Regions from separate parts of the Mus musculus genome. Here region 1 is linked to region 2. The links are chromatin contacts, called in public Hi-C maps. All regions are on one chromosome and are shown on one strand. Each heading gives the region's core, a stretch centred on a gene start, on an enhancer-like site or on the middle of the called end of the contact. The rest is flanking DNA. Distances are from core to core; before and after follow the strand shown. Region 1 overlaps Zmat5 (zinc finger, matrin type 5). Region 2 overlaps Tbc1d10a (TBC1 domain family, member 10a).

Region 1 (5,113 bases), core at 1,175-3,674, 520 kb before region 2:
GGGCCGACCACTCATTAGAAGTAACAGGCCTCCTGGCATAGGGACCTTGCACTTCTGCTGCAGTCCCCAACACTGACCAGCCCAGCTAAACTGCAGCGTATGAGGCCCAGGTCTGGAGGTTTATTCCTTTAAGTTTCTAGGTAATTCTCATAGTGCGCATGCTGGAGGACCATCACCATAAGCCCACCTCCTGTGTTCTCTCCCGTTTAGGCCTTCTTTCTGCTCCTCTCACATGCCAGACACTTGGCTGCCTTCTTGTGTTCGTACTTGCTGCCCTTGGGCCTGGATGCTGTCCCTCAGATACTGTCCCCCGGGGGCACTCCGTCCTTTGATCTTTGCTCCAATGCCACCTTCTTAGTAATCTGCCATGACCACTGTATCTGAGTACATGGGAGCCTCTTCAGTTCTCGCCACTCCGTTTTCCACTCCGTTTTATTTTCCCTCACAGCACTTATCTCCTTTAGAGCAATAAATCACTTGTTATGTTACTGTCTTTCTTCTCCAACAAGAATATAAATCCACAAAGACAAGTAGAGTTTGCTGTTTTTGAGGGGCCCCAGCACCTGAATGGTACTTGGAATAGAGTAGACAATCAAGCCTTTGCAGAATAAATTAATGAGTTACCTCATTCTCTTTGGGACAAGAGGGATTCAGAGGGAGGAAGCCGTTTGCCTAACATCACACAGCTGGCAAGCAGAAAGCACATTCAGGTCCCCTAAAAATTCTGTTTCCAAGTGTCCTCTCTCCCACAGCTCACTCAGTGCTCAGGGAAGCCAGCTAGTTCCACAGCAGGTGCTGACAGCTTCCTGAGGAGACTACTGAATCTTGGGGGAGGAGGCTCCCCGCCAGCATCAGATGGAAATGTCTTAAGGCCCTCAGCAACAGTTCCCTCAGCCACCATTCCCATGCCAGGAATCTGGAGCCCAAGGTGGGTAGTGATTCTCTGCCTCTAACAGTCAAGCACACCGGGAGCCACCCAGAGGGACTGGCAAAGGCGGAGCGAGGCTAGAGCAACCTCACGTGACAGAGCAGGGTCCTGAGGCCCCCAGGAAGATGGGAACAACTTCCTTGAGGTACAAGGTGGCTGCCTGGAGAAGTAGCCAAAGCCCTAGACTGCCAAGTACCTGGCAAACAAGGCTGACTCTGGGAGCCAATCCACAGAGCAAACAGATGGGGGAACACACCTCAGGAGGGAGGGACTGGGGAGAGAAGGAGAGACAAACAATTGCCCTGGATGGTTCAGGCAGCCAAGCGGGCTGATGGAGAAAGTTGCTCCTGCAGCAGACAGGGATGACAGCCATTAAGTCAGGGGCTGTAATGGGATCAGGAACAGCTAGTCATTCCAAATGAAAACGTATAAAACCTCTCTTCTCCCATTACTTCCAAGAAACTGCATCCCAGACACGAGGATTTGATCTATTAAATTTGGCAGCTCTAATACACCCCATCTTGCCAATAAACTTATAGGAATTGGATTGAAATTGTAAGAGATGAACGCTTAACGGCCGAGTGCTTAACCAAGCCATTCACGAAGCTTGAAGCTCCAAGGAGCTGCTGGCTCCGGAGAGTAATGGGAAAAGGAGGGGCGGGGGAAGGTATCCCTCTGGGAGACTGACGTGAAGTGGAACAGTGGCTTTGCAACAGACTGAGCTGGACTGAGAAAGCAGCTGTGTGACCTTGTGCGAGTCACTGTCCCTTCTTGACCCATATCTTTTACCACGTGATTATGAGGCAGTGGATAAGAACAGTGAGCCTTGTTTCAGGAGCAGTAGAGAGAAACATGCGAATGCACATCTGCATGTTAAGGCTAGGCTGCAGCTCAGTGGCAGAGCTCGTGCCTAGTGTGCATGTGGCAGTGGGTTCAATCGCTAGCACCATAAATAAAATGATTATGAACTGAAACTACCCCTCATGCTCCGTCTGAAGCACGTGCTCAGGGCGGGCCACCGGAGCTGTGGTCCTGAGCTAAGAGCTTTACATGCATCCTTCACACGCATGCACCCTTGGCAAGGCCTGCCAGGGACGCCGTGAGACTCAGGACAAGGCCACTGAGGCCCCAAAGGGATAGTCACTCAGTCACGGTCACACCAGGAGAAGGCAGCTGAGCTGGGTCTGCTGACTCACCCCACCCCATACCACCCCATACCACGCTGGCCCCTCTGAAACCCAACACATATGTATTAAAACCTACTTATGAATGAGACACTGAGGATTAAAGAGGTACCACCATGTGCCCTGGTCACAGAACATGTTCAGAGTAGGGAAGCCTCTATTTATACCATTGCAAACATTAGCCAAGGAGGAAATCTAGGCCATGTGCCTCTTTGCCTGCCTGTTCAGCCACAGTAGAAACCAAATAAGCCCCAGTGGGGCTGGGCTCTGTTTATGTGGCCCCTCCCCCATACACACATACATGGTAGCAGACCTCCTTCATGAACCTCAGCAAAGAGCCAAAGCTGACCATCTGTATCCTCCTCTGGCTACCCCAGAGAAGTGTACAGCTGTGTCAGGTGAAGCTGGGGCTGTCACTTGCCCTCTTAGGGCCCCATTGTTCAGTGGCAGGAGGGTGGTCGAACCAGGTGATCTCTGAAGGGCCTCTGTAGTCTAAAATTTGTTGGCGAGATAAGGTACCCACAGCAGTGCCACTTACTCAACTGTCACTGTTGGGATGGCACTGGGCCCCAGACCCTGCTATCCTAGTTTCTAGGAAGAGTATTTGGGGCAAGGGCTGGGCTCCAGAGTTCAAGTCTAAGTTTAAATCCAGGCCTTCTGCTTCCTAGCTCTGGTCTGAACAGTCATTTGCCTTCTGACTCCGTTTCCTGTGCAAACAGGGATGTTAAATTAGGAGTGGCCCATGGGTAGCTGTGAGCATCAGAGCATTCATGTTTGCACCAAACACAGCACCAAATCCATATAAACCGTCATAAATCCCTGCCTGTCAGTATTGTCATTATTACAGGCCTGCTGAAACTGGACATCAGTGTTCAGGTGACCCCTGAGTTAGCCAGTTTACATTCCAGATAAGGCAAGTGAGTCTAAGAGAGAACCAGGCAGCTACTATAGAGTCCACAGCACAGAGAGCGGACAGAGCAGACTCCCACGCTATACTTGCCCACAGCCTTCACTGTCGGGGGGGGGGGGGGGACAGTAGATGCCAGTGCTTCTCACTTCTTTCTCTGTCTTGTCCCCACAGCGGATGCTCAAAGCCATGCATTGGCAGGAGCTGGCCTTTAGCAAGGTGACCTGTCCAGACAAGAAGTTCTAGGTTCCTGATCCAACTGCCTCCCGCTAAGGGCTTGGGCACATGAGGGGCAGCCCGCAGAACCTCTTAGCCAGGTACAGCATCTTGCCACACTGTAAACAGAAACACTCATGCCACAGCCAGGCGTCCTTGGACAGAGCACAAGCTGCACCATGAGCTCCTTGACCCTGAGCTATCTGAAGGGGGACAGCTGGAGTGTCTATGACGGGAACAGACAGCAGCATGGGGTGCTGACTAAGCTGGCCTTCTCCAAAATGATTCATCCTCCTCTTCAGCAGTGTGAGCTAGGCCCTGTCCAGAACACAGGATGATCCAGCCCCATTCCCCACCAGGAACACAGGTGCTACCACCAGCCCACTCCCAGGGACCACGTCCATGGCTACCACGCTATCTGCTGACTCCCCAGAATTTGACCAGATGCCAGGGCTGGCTATTCATGGCTAAGGAACAATGCTTAAGATAGTGAGACACTCTCTGGGACCATATAGCAGATTCTAATGCTAATGACCTCTGCAAAGTTATTTCATGTACCGAGTGTGTCCTTAGCTATAAAGCCAGGATCCCACAGCTAAGCTGCTGAAGGCTTTCGGCATCCACAAGTGATGGATTCCAGGACCCTCGTGGATATCACCTCAATTGGTTCATCCGTTATATAAAATTCCACAGAATTTAAATCTAACTCACATACAGCCTCTTGTATATTTTAAATCCTTTTGAGAGTATTTATAATATCCAGTAATTATAAATGTTATGGATACAGTCATTTTATTGAATTGTTTAGGGAATGTCAAAAATATACATATTCAGTACTTTGTGTTTTGAGACACACTTTATCTGTGTAATCCTGGTTGTCCTGGAACTCACTTTGTAGATGAGGTTAGCCTCAAACTCAGAGATCTACCTGCCTCTGCCTCCTGAGTGCCAGGATTAAAGGAGTGCACCTGTGCCACCACACAAGGCTACTTTTTGAAAACTACAGTCAAATTCAATGGTAGAGGAGGCTGATATCTCATTTTGCATGCAGGGTTATTCTCTTGTGGACCACGTTCCTTCACAGAACACAGGCTCAAGGGCAAAGAACTCTGTCTAACCCACCCTTGCTCCTAATCGCCAAGATCATAGTGCCTGCATAGTGAGTGGTGCAGAGCCAGGCCCTCCCTCCAACTTGCCTGGTGCCATTACCTTCCCTGTTGGAAAAGCCAAGCAGGTAGGACTCTCATTGTACCCAGCCACTGCCACAGGAGAGCCGACTCCTGCAGAGCTCTGACCTGTTCTGTTGTGCACTGCCCATAGCACCTAAGTCTGTCCTGGCTGTGTCACTGTACCTGGCTTCAGTCCTCCAGGCTCGAAGAATGACCAACCTCTACCCATATAGGTACAGGAAGAGGAAAACACACAGAGGGGTGGGTGAAGGGAAACAGCTTTAGATTTGATTCAGGAATGCTGGCATCTTGCTTTCATTCTTTAAAATCCTTTTTGTTAGTTTATTTTTATGTGTTTGAGTGCTTTGTCTGCATATATATATATATGTATTATATTACACATATGTAGGACCCACAGAGGCCAGAAGGTGTTAGATTCCCCTGGAACTGGAGTTACAGATAGCTTTGAGCTGCCATGTGCTAGGAACTGAAGCTGGGTCCTCTGGAAAAGCAGTTAGTGCTCTGAATGGCTCAGCCATCTTTTCAGTATCCAAAGTGTTTGGAAGATTGAACACAGGGCCCCATGCACACCAGGCAGGTGTCCTACAACTGAGCTATTTAGCCCCAGCCCTGGATTCCATTCTCGTTTGACCTTTAAGGAGGACCTTTAGTGAGGGTCTGTTCTGCTCATGAGGGACAGCTCCTCAGC
Region 2 (5,501 bases), core at 907-3,406:
CCCTTCACTGGCCTTGGCATCCTGGGCCTCTGCCCAGCACTCCACTCTGCTCAGCTCCACCCTGTTGTCTTACAGACTCCAAAAATCTAGGAATCCCTCTTCTTCTGGTCCACTGAACTGGGAAAGGGCCCAGATAGCAAAACCCCCCAGGGCAGTTCTCCTGGACAACTATAAGAAGTTGTGGAGTCTTTTCTTGGCAGAAGATATCATTTCCTTAAAACCCAACCCTAGCCAGGCAGAGTGGTGCCTGAAATTTTCTGCCTGTGACTGGCTGGGTACCTGGGTCACAATCTCCCTTGTAGATGCCCAGAGTCCACTCTGATCTATATGAGACTCTCCAGGCCGTCCTTATCAAACTGTTAACCCTTACTGACAGATCTCACCTAACTGTCCTGACACTGTGTCCACACAGGTCCCTCCTTGCTGGAACTTCTTCATGGCTCCCTATTGCTCCCCCTCCAACAGAAACTATAGGCCCTGGCTCTCCAATCCTTCTGTCCCTTTCACTCCTGGGTTTACCTCTAGGTGTCCCCTCCCTGAGCCACTCCCCTCAGCCTCGCTCCATTTCTAACTGGCTTCCATTCACCACTGAAGACCTCATGCAAAACTGCCTCTCAACTCTATACAGCCTCTAACTGTTCCAGGACAGCACAATCAGCCTAGTGCATTCTATACACAGATCTCCACAGCCTTGCTATAAAGATTAATAAAATATAGCCAAAGTTTCAGAGAGGCAGCTGGTGGATAAATAACTCACATGCACACAAACTGCTAACACAGAGCTTGTGAAAGGTGCGAGGAATCTGCAAGAAGTCCCCAGGGTGAGGATGGAGATGTTTGGGGAGCGGACTTTTAAACTGGGGTTTGAAGGCTGACAGGTAGTGGCTAGGCTGAGAGAAGTGGAAAGTACATACCAGGCAAAAGGTATGTGCAAGTGCAAGCTAATAGGAAGGGCATGGCTTGTGTGGGGAATGTGAGCGGTCCAGCAGAGCAGGTCGGGCCTCCCCACCTGACCTGCGCTCTGCTGAGGCAGCATTCCTCGAGGAGATCTGCTTCTCCAGAGCCCCATCAGGCCATTCTTCGCCACGTGTCTCAGGCTAAGAACAGTTCCTGGTACCTGGCTGGCCCCTGATGAACACATGGTGACCGATTTGCGTTGTGACCTCAGGCCTGAGTTCTCAGCAACAAGCTGGGAATATTGATCTCTGCCTTGAGACAAGACAGATAAACACTTAGGAGCACTCCCTCTGCAGCCTTACAGCAGCTGTAGGTTGTGAGGGCTGAGCTCAGATGTGCTTCAAGTGGCCTTTTACAACATTACAGCTCTCCTATTCAATTAACTAACTGCATGTCCATGATAATGCTTCCCAGGCACTTGCTAAGCATCAGCCACTGCTCAGTATCCAATTGATATCATTTCATTTAACCCTGGTAACAAAGCCCATGAGAGTCATTCTCCAATTACCAACCCCACTTGAAACATGAGAAAACTCAGATTTTCAGCAATCTGAATTTCATAACTGCTGCCTAGGGTTTACAGCAAGCAAGCCTTGGCGGGGGAGGCTAGACCCTCTGCTCTTCTCTGACTATGCTACCCAACTTCAGGACTCAGTGTTGTCTACTCAGCTGGATGCACACAAGCTTTGATCCCAAAAGACTAGAGAGCTCAATGGACTCCAACCCACAAGCAGTGTGACATTTTGCAAGTCACTTTAGCAATCTGGGATTAGGCTTCTGGTGACATAAAGCAGGGCGATACTGACAAGCACATCTCACAGAAATAAGTGAGAGAAGGCGAGGGACAGCCTGGGCTACATGCGAGCTCCTCTGTAAAATAGCATTATGACTGCAAAGGTGAGAGAATGGAAGGGTCACCTAGGAAGTACTGGGAAGCCAGGACAAAGGATCACAAGGCACATCAAGGGAGCGTGCTGGTGGCAACAGTGCCGGTGGTAATCATGAGGCAGACTCTTCCTCAGGTGACTACTAGCAGGGTACAAGACCAGACAACCCTGTGACCATACACTGGTCCTGAAATTCTCAGGAGACTTCTGCTCTCACTTCTGCTTTTTCTTCACAGGCCACAGAGAAGAAAGAACAGTCCCAGAGGCAGGGCTGTCAGAGGGCCTGGCTACAAATGACTCAATAAGGAACTAATGGGGAATTCCCAACTTGCTCTGGTAGGTCAGGGAGCTCCTGAGCTCTCCTGCCTTAGCCCCAAGACCATGGGATGAGTGAGCAGAGCACACGAGGGGAGCTGAATCTTCATGCCTGTACTTACTTCTTTATAACTGCATTAGAAGCCCAAATGAGAGAGGGAGAAAGTAGGAGAGAGCTGAGTCTACTTTATGTATGTGTGTACCTCAAGACAGCCTCACTATGAAGCCTAGGCTGGCTTCAAACGCACAGAGATCTGCCTGGCTCTTGTGGTGTAGTGACATATGCCTTTAATCCTAGCACTTGGGAAGCAGAGGAAGATGGATCTCTGAGTTCTGAGACTACCCTGGTCTACAAAGTAAGTTCCAGGATAGTCAGCACTACACAGAGAAGCCCTGGCTTGAAAACCCCAAAATAAATTTTAAAAACACATGTGTAAAAGTATGAAAGTCACCATGATGCACCAAGGACACAGAGCCCTTCCTCTGTGACAGATAATGTATTGGATGCTTTTCAGATGTCTTCCTCCTAACACCTCTGTCTCCAATGCCACCAATGTCCTGTTGAAGGACTCAAGGTAGCCACATGCCTCCAAAGTGTCAGAAGGAAGACTGGAAGCTAAATTTGCTGATGTCTTAAACTTGGGCTTTCCCAGATTCACATCCAGGTTGTCCTTCCCTGTAAGTCAAGCCAGGGAGGAAAAAGGAAGGAAAAAAAAAAAAAAAGCATCTTCCAGAGGGCAGAGTAGGAAGATTGCTGTATCCATACAGTGACCAGGACCCAGATGCACCGAGGAGGAGGACCTTCCAGAATCTAGGTTCCCTCTCTGGATTCCTCACACTCAGCTGTACCTGTCTCATCTCAGGATACATGTAAGGGAGTGTGTGTGTGTGTGTGTGTGTGTGTGTGTGTGTACACGAGACAAGAAAGAGCTTCCCTCTTCCTTGTGACAACTCAGCTACCAAAACAACACAGAAGACCTATTAGGACAAGTAAGCATTTGAGGCTGGGCTGACAGGAAGAGGGAAGAGAGACCACAAGCTATCAGCTTTAGTAGGGTGGAAAATTGGGACCCCAGATAGCAGGCCTAGTTTCATCCATTGCTCAGTCAGTTTTCCTGTCTGTACACAAAGCCAAATAACTTTTTCCCATTACTTCTGTAACTGCTACCAAAGACTAAGATGATATGGGCCAGTGTAGTGATACAGGCCTTTGATCCCAGCACTCAGGAGACAGAGTCAGGCAGAACTCCCTGAGCTCAAAGCCATTCTGGTCTACATAGGGGTTCCAGGTCAGCACTGGAAACACAGCGAGACACTGTCTCAAAAATAAATAAATACCCAGGAAGTATCACCAACATGCTGTCAAACATGACCTGAACAAGGACGGCGCTGACAGCGAGACATGCTAATGAGGAAGAAGGAAAGCACACAGGGACCCATCCCTATACAAAGAACCACAGACAACTAAGAAATGCTGAAGAGTGCAATAGTCTTTCCCAGGCAAGAGCTCACCTCTTAGTTATCCAATACCAAACGGTGAGCCTGGAAAACAGACATATAAATAACACTGTACTGACAACAGGTTATTTTATATTTAGGAACACACACACACACACACACACGAATGACAAAAATTTGAACAAGGGTTGGGGTATGTGTGATGGTTTGAAGGGAGAAAAGAGAAAATAATGTAATTCTATTATAATCTCAAAAACTAAAAGCTTTTAAAAAATAACTAGATTAAGAAAGACAAATCTGATAGAAAAAAACAAAGAGATAAAACATCCCTCAATCTGATCACATTTCCACATCTATGAAGACCACTGGTCCTGTGCACAAAGGGGCATCTTACACAAGAGGGACAAAATATTCTGGAAGCACTGGTTTCTGCAGAATGTGCCACAGTAAGCCCTTGTCCTGGGCTACCTACCAAAACAGTTTTCCAAGGTCATTTCTCAGAATGTTTGAGATGGATGAGCTCTAGTTTCTCTGCAGGGAAACTGAGGCTTAGAAAAACCAAGCAGCCTTCTCAAGGTCACACAGATACTTAGTAGCTCAGGGAGGCCTAGGACTTGGGTCTCTTGGTTCCTGCTCAGAGGCCTTTGTTTGTACTGTGTTCTTAATCCAGTTATCTTGTTTGAGCCTCACAATCCTTTGTACACAGCTGCACCTGTAACTACTTGTCTAATGTATGACTTCCCTGTTAGACTCTAAGTCATTTGAAAGAAAGACTGCTTTCTATACAGAAGCTGACCCAGGGCTACACACATAGTAAATGCTGGGAAGTAGCCCTGTAACTGAATGAGGGGACTTGCTTAAGCCATGAACCATAGGAGTCAATTGGGAAGCTGGTACCAAGTACCCCTGTACTTAGTTAAGAGTACTTTCTCCATATGGGAGCCTAAAGCCATGTTTCCAGCCAGAATCTCTAATCTCTTAAAACTTGGTGTGCCCCTAGAGCTTGCTTCTCATAGGTCCAGTACTCACCGGTTCCAGCCAAGAAACCAGGTAGAAGAAATCCATTAACTCAAACTGGCCTTGGTTGTCATTTGCCTCCCCTTGATCAGTTTACACTACTCTGAAAGCCCCAAATCCCCTGTCTAGCTGCTGTAGCTCCCTAAGGTAGGACTCCTTTGTCCTCAGGCTCACTCCGAGCCTCTTGGAGAGGAGCCTGGCTCTCCTTGCAGCTTTTCTTACCATCCAATTTGTTTACCAGGCAGCAACCACAAAGCCCAGTGTTAGCATCCTGCCTCCCCCAGTCAGGTCAGCCAACTCTCTCTCCAGCTAGAAAGACACAAAGAGCCCCTTCATGTGCCCTGGGCATTCCAGCCAAGCTATGCACCTTAGGGATATGACATAGCTAAGTCAGCAGCAGCCCACTGTAAGGACTCTAGGATAGGCCCTGTAAGAGGCCTTTCCACCTCTCACTCACGGGGCTAGTCACGATCAAGCTCTAAATGATTTGCCAGGCTCTGCCTCCCATTGGCTATAGATTTCTTCAGAGTCCTACCAGAGCTCTTTTGGCCCATCTTGGATTCTCATGATACTCTCATCACCTGAGATCTAAGTCCTCTTTCTGCCATCTTCAACAACTAACTCCTCTAAAACACAGGTCTCAGGCTGGCATTCAAGGCTGTCTGTCTAGCCTCTTTTCCAAGCCTAACCTTGCTTCCATCCTGCCTGCCACCTCTGCTCTTAGCACACTAAACTTCTTTAACAGCTGGCTTTTTGGTGGAATGTTGCACATAAGTCCTCTGTTCAATGAAAAAACCTTGCTTGTCACTTCTGAGTGCTGGGATCAAATGGCACTTCTTCATAGGCTCCTGTAGGCAAAGCTGCTGC

Evidence for each region. A called contact is a pair of places that touch in the nucleus more often than the background predicts.
Region 1: a Hi-C map of the HPC-7 cell line shows a contact between it and region 2, with 3 times the contacts expected there. The contact joins two enhancer-like sites. A contact is called at or near these places in 4 of 39 promoter capture datasets (fetal liver, hippocampal neurons, liver and 1 more), 2 of 484 Hi-C or Micro-C datasets (the HPC-7 cell line and colorectal tumor organoids), 1 of 115 datasets of contacts at active chromatin or transcription factors (stem cell-derived neural progenitor cells) and 2 of 9 other capture datasets (embryonic stem cells and macrophages).

The regions. Positions count from the first base shown.
Region 1 is chr11:4,717,127-4,722,239 of GRCm38.p6, reverse strand. The region is part of intron 1 of Zmat5 (zinc finger, matrin type 5); the gene reads right to left. Among named protein-coding and RNA genes, the nearest start is that of Zmat5, 15 kb to the right of the region's middle. Within about 2 kb of position 2,424, at least 16 of the 459 cell types and tissues checked have an H3K27ac peak or open chromatin away from gene starts, as enhancers often do. A contact at or near this core is called in the HPC-7 cell line, where this site is marked.
Region 2 is chr11:4,192,411-4,197,911 of GRCm38.p6, reverse strand. All of the region lies in intron 1 of Tbc1d10a (TBC1 domain family, member 10a), which reads right to left. Among named protein-coding and RNA genes, the nearest start is that of Tbc1d10a, 8.3 kb to the right of the region's middle. Within about 2 kb of position 2,156, at least 124 of the 459 cell types and tissues checked have an H3K27ac peak or open chromatin away from gene starts, as enhancers often do. A contact at or near this core is called in the HPC-7 cell line, where this site is marked.